Linked DNA regions of Mus musculus: region 1 is linked to region 2. The links are chromatin contacts, called in public promoter capture Hi-C maps. All regions are on one chromosome and are shown on one strand. Each heading gives the region's core, a stretch centred on a gene start, on an enhancer-like site or on the middle of the called end of the contact. The rest is flanking DNA. Distances are from core to core; before and after follow the strand shown.

Region 1 (3,380 bases), core at 541-3,040, 380 kb before region 2:
TTAGTCTGTGACCAGGAGGAGGGGCTCCAAGTCCAGATAGAGAGCAGGGTCAGGGACCAGGATAATGGGAGCCTTTCACGGGCAAAGGAGAACCTCTGAAATGAGGGAACTAGAGGTAGAACCCGAGGAAGCAGCAGCCATATCAGCAGGAACCATGGTGAACAGGAAGGGGGATCCTTGCAAAAATGGTTCACTGGGCAGAATAAGGGGCAACACCTGGAAGGGGGCCCCCTGGGGAGCCAGGAGCTAGCCTCTGCCCTGGAAAGCAGGCCAGTAAGCCTATAGCATCCAGTGACCTGGCCCACTCCCTCTGGGGCTGGCAAGGCTGAATCCTCACAGACCAGCCCCTCCTCATATGACCCCAGGCTGTATGACCTGTGGCAGGTCCTGGCAGAGAGCAAAGGTGTGAGATCAGGGATTCCCTGAGAGGCCCCTGCTGTGGGAGGCCTGCTGTGGGAGGATGAGCCATCCGTGTGGAGATAGCTGCACCCCTGTGCCCCAAGCCACAGAACTGAGCTGGCTGGGTCCCGCTGGTGTGAGATGGAAGGAAATGACCTAGGCACTCAGGGGTCGGGGTCTTCCGTAGGAGTGGTTGATGGGTGTTTCGGGGTGGTCTTGCACTCAAGCACACTCTCACAGCAAAGCCCAAGTTTGCTAGTGGGGGACAGCAGCAGACTCATCCACATTTAGGCTGTGACCAGGAGGGTCTCCAAGTCCAGAGAGAGAGCAGAAGAAGGCTATGGGATAACTATAAGGGTCAGCATGGCCTGGATGTGTGCAAGGCCATTCCGGAGTATCCTGGTCACACACACACATACACAAACTGGGCAAAGGGCTTCTTCCCAGGGCCCAACAACTGGGGGACCAGCCCGGGCAGACAGGCTCTCATGGCCCCAGGTCAGTAGGGACCTCTGGCCTTCCAAAGGCCAGGAAAGTGCCTCCTTGCTAGGCAGGGGTGAGCAGTAAGGCAGAGAAAAGTTTGGGGTGATTCAGACCTGCACTTGGGATGTAGGCCCCCTGCTGTAGCCAACCCTCCCCCCCAGGAATCCCTGCTAAGGAAAGCCCTCGGCTGGGACGGGCTCGTGGCCCCTGCAACAGGACTCACGGTGCCTGCACACCTAGCGGGCCCTGCACGGCCCCCTGAGGAGACCGCTTGCCCCCCAGACCCCGAAACTCCTGCTCGCGGGACCGCAGCCAGAGCTCCAGAGGCACGTGCTCCTGCTCAGGGGCTCCGGCCCGGACCCAGGCCCAGGCCTCCCGCCGCCGGGCCCGCCGGCCCCCGGGATGCCCTGGCCACCCTGGCCACTCGCCGCTACTCCGCCTGCGTCCCGCGGGCCACCCCCGGTCCCCAACAGGTGGGCATAGCCCCCTCCCAGCGCCGCTCGGCGCCCCGCGCGCGCGCGCCCCGGCACCGGCAGCCCAGGGGCCATTTTGGGCCGGGACGAGCACCGGAGACCAGAACCGAGCCTCGCGGGCGGGGCGCGAGCGCGACGGGGGCGGGACGGGGGGGAGGGGCGCGGGCCGCGCGCGAGGGCGGCGTGGGGGAGGCGCGGAGGCCGCGGCGGGGCCGGGAGGCGCGGGCGGTGGGCCCGCGGCGCATAAAGGCCGTGGCGGGGCCTTACCTCCGACCCTGTACATGTTGGCGGCCATGTCCGGGCCGGCGGCGGGGCCGCGGGGCGCGGGGCGCGAGCGCGGGCGGCGGGCCGGGCGCGGGCCGGGGCGGGGGCGGGCGCGGGGGCGCCGGCGGGCGGTTTAAAGGGACCGCGCTGCTCCGCCGCCGCCGCCGCCGCCGCCTCCGAGGCCGCCGAGGCCGCGCAGGGACGGGAGGGCCGCGGCGCGGGCGGGAGAGGAAGAGGAGGAGCGGCCGCGGGCGGCGGGGAGGGGCCTCGGGCGCCGCCGCCCACCGCGCGGGCCGTTACCCGACCCCGCGCCGCGCCGGCCCGCGTGCCCCTGGCCGAGTGGCCCTTCTGAGCCCTTAGCTCGCCTGGTCCTCGGCATCCCCGGATCGCCCTCCCACGACCCCTCCTGCCTGGCTCTCAGCATCCCCGGGTGGCCATCCGGAGCCCCACGCTTTCGTGGCCCTGGCATCCCGAGTGGCCCTCCTGCATCCTCTCCAAAGTGGTCCTCGGCATCCCTGGGTCAGCTGCTCATCCCTTGGAGGTCCTTCGAAGCCACTGCTGGAGTGGCCCTTGGCATCCCCAGGTGGTCCTCCTCGGCAGGCCCACACCCTGCGTCCCTGGGACGCACTCCTGCAACCCGCCTAGAGTGGCTGGCCCTCCACATCATTGATGGCCCTCCTGCGACCCCTCCGGAATGATACTTGGCATCCTCCAGTGGCACTCTCCAGGCCCACGCCCGCCTGGACCTCGGCACCCACTGGGTGGCCCTTCTTTAACCCTCAGTGGTCCTCGACATCCCTGGATGGCCCTCTTACATGGTCTTTCAGCTTACCTGGGAGGCTCTCCACGACCCCTCCCAAATGACTCGGGCATCCTCCAGTGGCACTCTCCAGCACTCTCCAGGCCCATTCCCTCCTGGCCCTCAGCACCCATTGGTGACCCTTTCCCTGCCCTCCCCCCACCCCCGCCAAGCTCCATGCTCACCTAGTCTTCAGCAACCCCAGGTCACCTCCAGAGACCTCTCACATACCTGACAAGGTGAGCCCTCCTAGGACTGGCTCCTTGGGAGTTTCTCACAAGGTTGCCTTGGGTCCTTCTATGTGAGCCCTTCCCTGCACCCCTGTGTAGGGATCCTTTCCAATTCTTGTAGGGGTCCTCAGTGTGTCCCCCATTGTCCAACCTCTTCAGTCACCCAGGAACATCATGACTATCCTTGAACAAGGCGGTCATGCTTGTTCCTGAAGTGCCAGGCCTCCCTCCGTGTACCTCCCTGCTCGCTTGGATTCCCTCCCACAAGCCCAAGCTGAAGCCAAGACCACATAAGCCGTGGGGCATTGCGGTGCTGAGGAAGGTGCCTCTTTGTGGCATCTGTGACTAAGGGCTTGCCTTTGCTTATCTAAGGTCTGTGAAGAGGGAGTTCTTAGACATTACCCCAAGGCCAGAGGACAAAAGGTTGTGTCCCTGATGGGACTCCTGTCCCTGCCACAGTTGGGGCAGTGAAAAGGAGCTGACTGGGAGTTCTGGTTGAGTCTGAGCACGGCGGGTTACTTTGTCGGTGGAAGTCTATGGCCGCCAAGTCGGCGTCCTCTTTGAGGTGCATTCTGTGGAGTGGAGTAAATGGCGCTCAGGAAAGCATTGTGGGCCACGGTGAGGGTTAGGCGTGGGGGGGGGGGGCTCAGGGCTAATGCACTGTACATAACTAGGCAAGAAATCTGCATGACGCTTGGACCCATGGAAGGGTCTCAAGGCCTAGGCCACCTC
Region 2 (3,375 bases), core at 82-2,581:
ACAGCTCCAGGTGGTCAGGAACATACCCATACCCTGCTCTGAGGTCCCCTTTCCTTAGGGCCCAGCTTGAGAGGCAAGGGCTAAAGGGGCAAGATTTCAATGCCCTTGCAGCCTCTAGGACCTCACTGGGTATCCATAGCCCCAACTCTCAGAAAGACCCAATCCTACTGGCAAAGGTGTCAGGGCTGTGGAGGGAGCCCCCCCCCCCCCCAGGCCCCAGACCCAGGGCGTCACTGAGCCTCCCAGCCCCACCCAGCCTGGATGTCTCCTACTCTGACATCACCTGCCTGCCATCATCTCACTGTGGACAGCAGGCACGGGGACACCCTTAGAGGAGAGGGAGGCCAACCCCCAGAGCCTGGTCATGGGGTGACCACTGCCACCGCCAGTCCAACTTGGAAAGGCTTCTGAGCCAGGGCTTGCTGTAGGAGGTTTGGGGCTAGGCTTAGCCCGGCCATCGTTGCTAGGAGGGAGAATAATAAACACCCCAAACTTGTCCCCTCAGCCGCGCCAAGCAGAAGAGCCACCACCCGAAGGTGAAGGAGGAGGTGGCGATGCAGATGCTGAGAGACAGTGGGAGGCAGGGAGCAGCCCCGTGGCTGAAAGGAGCAGACAGGAGGAGGTCCCCTCCTGGCCGCGGACAGCCCAGAGGCAGAGAAAGCAGGGAGACGGTGGCGGCTAAAGGGAAAGGAGAGAAGAGAAGGAAGACGGAGGGAGGGACCGCAGAAGGAGGGGGGACCGGGCACCCGGGAGGAGGCCGGGAGGCGGGCAGGCGCGCCAGGCCCAGAGGGGGAGGGAGCGGCGTTGTATCCTGAATCAGCGCTGGCCCTGCCCGGGCGGGGACCGGGCGCCCAGGTCTACCAGCTCGGCAGGCCGCGTAGACATGCGCGGGGCCAGGCCTTGTCGCCGGTGCCAGGAGGCCCCTCCCGGGCGCGCGCAGACATGGGCAGCATCGGCAAGCGCTGGCCGGGCCAGGTGTGCCGGGCCCTCGCCCAGCCCCTTCCTCACCGCCGCTTTTGTCCAGCCCCGCCCGCCCCGGTGTGGCCTGGAGGCACGCAGGTGCCCTGCTGGAGGCCCTGCCGCCGTGGGCGCAGGGCTGGCGCGGCCCCTCCTGCGTCCTACCTGTGCTCCCGCCAGGCCCGCGGCTCGCCCGCCCGGACGCTGCCCGGCCCAGCCCGGCCCTCTGCCCGCCCGGCCGAGCGCTGGGCGGGGCCGCCGCCTAGGACATGCCCGGCGCGGCCCGCACGCTGGCGGCAGCCCCGGCCGAGCCCACGGGCAGAGCGCCGGACCGCGGCCTCGCGCGGCGGGTCCCCTGACGTCTGCCGCGACACGCTCCGCCCCGGCGCGCCCCGCCCCCGTGATGCCCCGCCCCGCGACGCCCCGCCCCCCGGAAACCAGGTTAGGGCGGGCCAGCCTCAGCAGGTGAGCTGGACTCCGCAGCGCCGCCCCAGAGGTTACGCGCGGCCCCTCCCGTTCCGTCCACCCGTCCCGGCGCACCGGATCGGGCAACCAGGAACGGGCGATCACCTTTGTCCCCGGCCCAGCCTGGGGCGGCGCATCTCCGCCACCCTGTGCATTCAGACCCCCTTCTCTCTGGCGCTGGCTATCCCAGGGTTGCGAGAAAGGGCGTACGGCTGCCCAGCGTCCTGTCCCAGAGCCGAATAGTTAACATTTAACCACATTCCAGAAGCCCGAGCTCCAGCCGCTCTCCCAGCCCCAACCTTTGGCCTTTCAGCCCAGTGGAGGGGTGCAGGGCGAAGGAAGTAGGATGGATCCCAGAGGCCTGTGCGTCCAGCTGGGTCTCTTCCTCCTGCGCCCTCGACGTTGCAGGATAGGCCACGGGCTCGGGACAGGATGGTGGGCAAAGACACCAACGTACCTGGATGTCACAGTGGGCTGGACGGGGAGGGGCGGGGAACTCCGGAGGCTCTCCCAGTTCCTGAGGTAAGTTCTCACCGGCCGCTGGCTGGTGCCTGGTGCAACAATGGAGGTATCAGGTGTCCCTCTAGTGCCAAGGGGGAAAGGATTAGCGTGGGGCGGAGCGGCTTTGCAGAGTGGTGGAGAAAGTACTGTTCAGAGTGCATTCCTGCATTCCCGTTGAAGGGTACTAGTGAGGGCCTTGGCGGAAGTGGAATGCAGAGCAGAACTCCAGGCCTAGGAATGTGCGCTTTATCCTGCTGGTACAGGAGCTTCGTGAACCCAATCCACCCCGCCCAGGCTCCAAAGCCAGCGGGCACAGTTGCCCATCCCTGCCCTGTAGAAGGAGGTGGAAGGGGTTCTACACAACTCGAGAGTAGAGGCAAGCCCGCCAAGAGGAGACAGATAGGAAAAACTGCATGAGAATGTGCTAGGTTGTTGGGCCTGGCTGTGCGAGCTTATAGTACAGGCCCAAATGGGGGAGCCTGGCTTGCGGTATGGACAGAGGAGGAACCTGTAGCCTCGTGACCAATTTTGGATGTCATCCCAAGGACAGTGGGGCTCAGGAAGTTTGTGCCAGCTGAGACCTGATGAGATGAAGGCCTTGGAGAGAGCTCTAGATGTCTTTGTGGGCAAACGGGAGTACTTTGAGGGGGAGGCCAGGACTCCAGGGAGAGGCCAGGAACTGGAAGAGATGGAGGCAGAGGAGACTTGTCAGGTACTGGAAAGAGGAGGGCTGGGTACGTTCCTGTCTTCCTAGCCCATTTGTCCTTGCCAGGGTTGTTAGCCCCGGTCTCAGCTTCCGGGAGCTGTATGGGGATTTTGCAGTTTCTTCCTAGTAGACTGAGACTGTCCTGTTTCTGAGTCCCAACTCCCGAGCCGGGCTCTCCCATTCTCTTGGCTCTGTAAACAGCCCTTTCCCCAGCGGCTTCGCTGTCTTAGCTTAGCTACCCCTTGCTCACTCCTTAGTAATGGATGCTTATAAACGTTATTATTTTTTTTTTCTATTTGAGACTTTTACCTGGGTTGTGGCTCCTTCCAAGGTGAAGGACGGGAGATGAAGGAATGGTGTCCTGGGTTCTGACTGAGGCCCCTGCCAGCTGTGCACTGTCATGGGGTCGGTATCCTTAGACATGAGGGCAGGGTTGGAGTGGGCTGCTGCTTCCTGGAAGGGGAGGAGGGGTCAAGCTCGCTTGAGTGACTTGAGCAGTAGCATTGGGATCAGAAAGCAGATCTAGTAGTAGCTTCAGTCTTCATCGAGTAAGGGTGACACTTAAGGCCACTGAGCAGAGAGGCTTCCTTTAGTTCAAACTAAGAACACACAGACCAAGTAAGGAACCCCCACCAGTGCGGACCTACCATTTCCACCAAGTAACCTGCTAAACATAACCGCAGGCTTGAAAGACTTTTGATGTCTTAGCTTGGTTTCTATTGGTGTGAAGAGATATCACGACCACA

The links. Promoter capture Hi-C pulls out the DNA fragments that hold promoters and counts their contacts.
Region 1: a promoter capture Hi-C map of pre-B cells shows a contact between it and region 2, with 2.5 times the contacts expected there. The contact joins the promoter of Mta1 here to the promoter of Cep170b in region 2. A contact is called at or near these places in 2 of 39 promoter capture datasets (liver and pre-B cells), 2 of 484 Hi-C or Micro-C datasets (B cells and embryonic stem cells), 1 of 115 datasets of contacts at active chromatin or transcription factors (pancreatic cancer cells) and 1 of 9 other capture datasets (liver).

The regions. Positions count from the first base shown.
Region 1 is chr12:113,096,688-113,100,067 of GRCm38.p6, reverse strand. It overlaps Mta1 (metastasis associated 1), which reads right to left and starts at 1,790. Exons shown (of 21, transcript NM_001364622.1): 1 at 1,623-1,790. The coding sequence starts at 1,650.
Region 2 is chr12:112,720,130-112,723,504 of GRCm38.p6, reverse strand. It overlaps Cep170b (centrosomal protein 170B), which reads right to left and starts at 1,331. Exons shown (of 19, transcript NM_001024602.3): 1 at 1,123-1,331. It overlaps Gm46382 (proline-rich extensin-like protein EPR1), which reads left to right and starts at 1,339. Exons shown (of 2, transcript XM_017315329.2): 1 at 1,339-1,944.